Regions from separate parts of the Sus scrofa genome. Here region 2 is linked to region 1. A link is a contact called in public HiChIP or PLAC-seq data. All regions are on one chromosome and are shown on one strand. Each heading gives the region's core, a stretch centred on a gene start, on an enhancer-like site or on the middle of the called end of the contact. The rest is flanking DNA. Distances are from core to core; before and after follow the strand shown.

Region 1 (2,660 bases), core at 112-2,611:
GGCAAGTAAGGGTCGAGATCATGGACAAACCCTTCCAAGGCCATGCCCTGGGTGTCTGCTGCCGGGTGTCTCCACTTCTCTCTGCAGGCCTCACTTTCCTTGTCTGCACCCTCAGGGCCCGCATGGGCTTCAGCTCTCTGTGCATCTGAGAAATGGGTCCACAGGGGACCCGAGGACTCACCCATAAGCTCCATTGCTAATCAGTTTGATAGTCTCAAAGTCACTCTCACATGGTTTCCTCCGTGAAGGGCCGACCAGGGCACGACTCTGGGGGGCGAGAGGGTGAGTCAGGGTGCTGCCCCACTTCAGGGCAGGGCAGGCTGGGTTTGTCCTGCCCCCAAGTTCCACTGGTCCTGGCACTGGCCCTGGCACCTGACGCTCCTTCCTCTCCTGTATAAACTTATTAAACTCAGCTTCCAAGTTTCTGAAGTTTTGGTCAAGCAGTGTGTGCTCTCCTTCCAGAAAACTCCTATACATCCTGCAAAACCCCCCTTCCAGTGCCCCCCTCCAACTCTTCCCTGTCCAATCTCCAAGAGGACAGAGCACTCTCACTTGCCCCCACTTCCCCCCAAAGTCATAGGCATTTATTAAGCACCTACTACATGCAAAACTTCAACAAAGAGCAAAGGCAGCCCCTTGTTTACCATCTAAAGATCTAGACAGGTGGGGGCGCTAAAGCTCTTCAACTTACCTCTGGGGACTCGGGTGCTGGGGGCTGCCCTCCACTGTCATCAAGGTGACTCAGAGGCACCATCTCTGTAAGATGAGGGAGGAGCCTCAAATGGGGTTTCTGAGCCCTGCCTCACCATCACCCAGAGACTTCCTGAGGCCTTCAAGACTCATCCTGGGCTGGGGCTTGATTAGCTCCCATGATACTGTCCCTGAGCCCCTCCTGTGTCCAGGTCTTGGTCTAAACCAGGAGGCTGGACTGAGTGACGACTGAGGAATCTTCTAGAAGGGCCAGTGGGAAGCCTAGGATAGGACTGCTCAGTCTTCATCCAACCCTGGCTCCAAGCCTTGGGCCCATGAACACCAGCTGTGACATGGCCCTACGGGTGACAGCTCCTAACATCCTCCTCAGTTCAGGGCACGGCCAGGGGCAGCCCCTTTGGTTTCCAGCCCCAGGGCTTGGCAGAGGGGGTGGCTAAGAGTGAGAGTGAGCAGTTGGCGAATGTCAGCAGTGATGGTGGCAATGAAGACAGTGTCCTGTGGTGACAGAGTGAGGCTGGGATGGGGCAGTGAGCCTCAGGGTGAGGGAGGGCCAGGTTCAGATGCAGCCCCACCTGCTCTTGGTGGCCCCCACCCCCACACAGTGCTGGGGAGATGATCTGCTGCCACCTGCCTGCCTGGCCACTTCCTGCTTCCGCTGACACCCGGGCCCACCCACAGTACCAATTGCGCCATCTTCGTCAGACAGGCCGGAGGATGGCTGTGGCCACACAGCCAGTCCATGGGCGATGTGGTCTCAGGCACATCTGGGCTTGAACCTCAGCTCAACCTCATCTACCTGGAGCCTCAGTCTCTCCAGGTTTGTTTTTTTTTTTTTTTTTGGCTTTTTAGGGCCACACCCATGGCATATGAACATTCCCAGGCTAGGGATAAAATTGGAGCTACAGCTGCTGGCCTATGCCACAGCCACATCAGATCCCAGCCGCGTCTGTGACCTACACCACAGCTCATGGCAATGCCAGATCCTTAACCCACTGAGCGAGGCCAGGATTAAACTCGCAACCTCATGGTTCTTAGTCTGACTTGTTTCTGCTGCGCCACGATGGGAACTCCTCCAGACTTTTTATTTTAATGGCTGCACCTGCAGCATATGGAATTTCCCAGGTAGGGGTCGAATCGGAGCTGCAAATGCCAGCCTGTGCCACAGTCATGGCAATGCCAGATCTGAGCTGCATCTGTGACCTATGCGGAAGCTTGGTAGGATCCTTGCAATGCTGGATCCTTAACCCACTGATCGAGAGGCTAGCGTTCAAACTCACATCCTCATGGATACTAGTTGGGTTCTTAACCCAATGAACCACACTGGGAACTCCAGCCTCTCCAGCTTTGAATGAGGACAATGACAGCCCAGTCCCAGGGTTAGCATAGCCTATGATACTGACCCCATTGCCTCCCCCGGCTGCCCTCCTTCCTCAGCCACACACCTTCCTTGCTGCTCTTCCAACACACCAGGCACAGAACCACCTCAGGACCTCTGCCTTTGCCATTATCCCTGCCTGGCTCACCTTCTCTCTCCCCCAGATCTGCGCCTGGTCACCTCTCCACTTTCTGGCCACAGCCTGAACATCTTCTCTTCCCAGAGCTTCCTTAACCAGCCCTGAACCAGGCCAGCTTCAAGTTCAATGCTCTCCCTAGCACCATGTCCCAGCTGTCTTGACCACCTAGATAGTGCCCATGGCTTGCCTTGTCTGACTCTGGGTCCCAGTCAGATGAAACTGGGAAAGGGTTCGTGGTCCCCTAGTCCCCTGGCTCAACTCAACTTAATTTAGTTTTTTTTTTTTTTTTTTTTTTTTTTTCCTTTTTAGGGCCATAACTGCAGCACATGGAGGGTCCCAGGCTAGGGGTCAAATCAGAGTTGTAGTCACTGGCCTATGTCACAGTCGCAACAATGTCAGATTTGAGCCGCATCTGTGACCTACACCATAGCTCAA
Region 2 (2,660 bases), core at 106-2,605, 100 kb after region 1:
GGTGAGGTCTGCCTTCCCTGAGAGGAGGTGGTCAGGGCAGCCCAGAGAGTCTAGCATCTTCCTCAGCCACACAGTACCATATTGTGACACAGACTTACTCCTTCTGTGGCCCCTGTTCTGCTCCTGACTGGCTGTACAGCCTGAGGGTTGGGATCTCAGGTTCAGGGCAAGGGAAGGCCATGTCCAAGACCTAAGACTGCCAGCCCAAGTCTCCTCCCTGCCTAGGATACAGTCCTACCCTCTCATGTGCAAACACCACCAGAACCCCCAACCCTGTGAAGAGCCCTTCCTTCAAACACTGGGAAAGAGCACTGACAGTACATGAGACAGGGCCCTTCTTTGGGAATCAGAGGTCCCAGGCCTGGGGCTAACGTGGCATCTTGTGATCCAGAAAGGATTTCCCAGCTCCACCCAGGGATTCACCCAGACTCCCATTTAGTGCGTGTGTGGTGGAGGGTGAGGGGGTGGGGTGTCTCCACTGCAAACCTCTAAGTCGAGGTTGTCCGGCTCTGAATGGGGTGCACCCAGATCCTGGGAGGGATTCCTGGGAAAGAGGGTTTAGGAAGTGGGTAGGTGCGTGGATGTCCCGGTAGGAAGGTCCACACCCCGGGGAAGAGGTCTCCACTTCATGAGGAGGATCACCCAACTGCACAGCCTCTAAGTCGAAAGGCTGGCTCCGGAGAGGGGGGCCCACTCCTCGGAAGAAGGTCCCGGGGTATCTTGGCTTGGGGGTGGGGGTTGGAGGGGCTCACCTCGGAGGAGCAGCTGCCGCCGCCGCAAGTACGTCTCGGCAGCCGCGTAGTCGCTGGACACGGCGTTTATACCCACGCTTCGGCCCTCGAGCCAGTGCGTGGCCGCCCAGCCGCGGGCCGCCACCTCGAGCGCTCGCACCCGCAGCGGCGCGGCCGCCTCCAGCAGCACCCGGCCGCACAGCCGCTCCCCGCCGCGGTACGCGCCGCCCGGGCCCCGCGCCAGCTCCAGAACGAAGCTGCGCACGCCCCCCGGGCGCATGGCGCGGGCCGGGGCCCACGGCGGGGAGGACGCGCCCGGCGGGGGCCCGTCGGGCCCGCGGAGGCCGGGCGCGCCGCTGGGGAGCGTCTGCAGGCCTCCCAGGTCTCAGCGCTGGTCCTTGCCGCCGCCGCCTCCGGGTGCCCCCCAAGCTTTCTCCTCCTTCTACGAACTTGTGCGGGCGCCGCCGGCCGGCGCGGAGTTGGCTGACTTCCTGATTCTCCGCGTCCGCCTCGTGACGCGCCCGGGCCTCAGGGGACCTGCCGCCGGCGTGCTGGCGCGGCTGACTTTGCTACCCCTCAGCGCCGGGCGGGCCCTGCTTTCGCAGGGTAGGCGCTGTTGAGTCAGAGGCGGGCGGGGGCGGATGTGGATGGCGTGGTGCTACCCGGCTGTCTTGTGTTCTCATTCGTCCCCTACCCGGCACCTTTGGACCGGGCGCCGCCCCAGCCTCCTCCCTGGTCTCCCTGCCACCATCTGGTTGTTCCCCAGACACACCAAACTCGGATCTTGGCTCTTGGCCTTTGCACTGGTTGTTTTGTTACTTGGAACGCCCTTCTCCAATGTACCCACCCTCGCCCAAATGTCACCTCCTCAGAGTCATGCTATGGGCTTATTTCTTTATGATTCTGGTCGCTGTGTTTGCAACTGCTGTGTGTTTACTGTGCTTCCTCCATCAGCCTGAGTGCTCCCAGGGGTGAGCCTTGTGCCCTATTCTCTGGCACCTGATCTTACAGAAGAAACTGAGGCTCCCAGAAGGGCAACCACTGGCCAGAAGCACCCAGCGGTGGCACAGTCTGGCTTGAACCCATGTCTGACCACTCACCACTGACACCTCCCCAGACACTCTTACTCTTGGGCCCATCCTATCATCCCCAAACAGATGGCCCCTGGCCTTATCAGAGGCTGCCAGCGCCTGGGCTCTCAGCTGGGCCCAGATTAGCCTCCCTCTCCACCCAGGGCCCAGCATCTGCCAAGTGCCTGGCACCCCAACCCGACTCCAGCATTCTGAGCCCAAGGCCTGAGGGGACCTGATTCTACTTGTTTGGAAACTTCCTCTCCATCCTACCCCAGGAGGTCCTCTCTCACCCCAGGATCACACCACTCTTCTCCCCATGGAGAGCCCTCCACCAATTCCTCTTGACCTGTAGAACCCCCAATTTAATCCCTGGCTCCCCATCTCCCTCATTCGGTAAGTGGCTTCACTTCTCTGAGTCTCCCGGTCCAATTATGGTCAGGTCCTGAAGACTGGATGGCCCTCCTTACTCATGTACTTACTGGAGCCTGGCTCATAGTGGGTGCTCCAGCAAAGCCAGATGGAAGGACCTCCCGATTATCTGCTGCCTCCTGCAGGCCAGGCCATGCCCTCCACTTATTTATTTATTTACTCATATTTTTTAGGGCCACACCCACGACATATGGAAGTTCCATATGGAGTCAAATTGGAGCTGCATCTGCCAGCCTATATACCACAGCCACAGCCACAGCAATGCCAGATCTGAGCTGTGGCTGCAACCTATGACGTGGCAATGCTGGATCCTTAACCCACTGAGCAAGGCCTGGGATTGAACCTGCATCCTCAGGGATGCTATTTGGGTTCTTAACCTACTAAGCCACAGGAAGAACTCCTGGGCCATGCCCTCTGGAGGGGCCTC

What was found. HiChIP or PLAC-seq counts read pairs in DNA pulled down with a chosen protein or histone mark.
Region 2: an H3K27ac HiChIP or PLAC-seq map of alveolar macrophages shows a contact between it and region 1. The contact joins the promoter of ARRDC2 here to the enhancer-like site in region 1. A contact is called at or near these places in 1 of 5 promoter capture datasets (liver), 6 of 47 Hi-C or Micro-C datasets (alveolar macrophages, blood, embryonic fibroblasts and 3 more) and 1 of 2 datasets of contacts at active chromatin or transcription factors (alveolar macrophages).

Annotation. Positions count from the first base shown.
Region 1 is chr2:59,674,965-59,677,624 of Sscrofa11.1, forward strand. MAST3 (microtubule-associated serine/threonine-protein kinase 3) reads right to left here. Exons shown (of 28, transcript XM_021083495.1): 12 at 692-756; 13 at 182-267. Among named protein-coding and RNA genes, the nearest start is that of MAST3, 23 kb to the right of the region's middle. Within about 2 kb of position 1,362, at least 12 of the 83 cell types and tissues checked have an H3K27ac peak or open chromatin away from gene starts, as enhancers often do. A contact at or near this core is called in alveolar macrophages, where this site is marked.
Region 2 is chr2:59,777,145-59,779,804 of Sscrofa11.1, forward strand. ARRDC2 (arrestin domain-containing protein 2) reads right to left here and starts at 1,356. Exons shown (of 8, transcript XM_003123504.4): 1 at 753-1,356. The coding sequence starts at 1,011.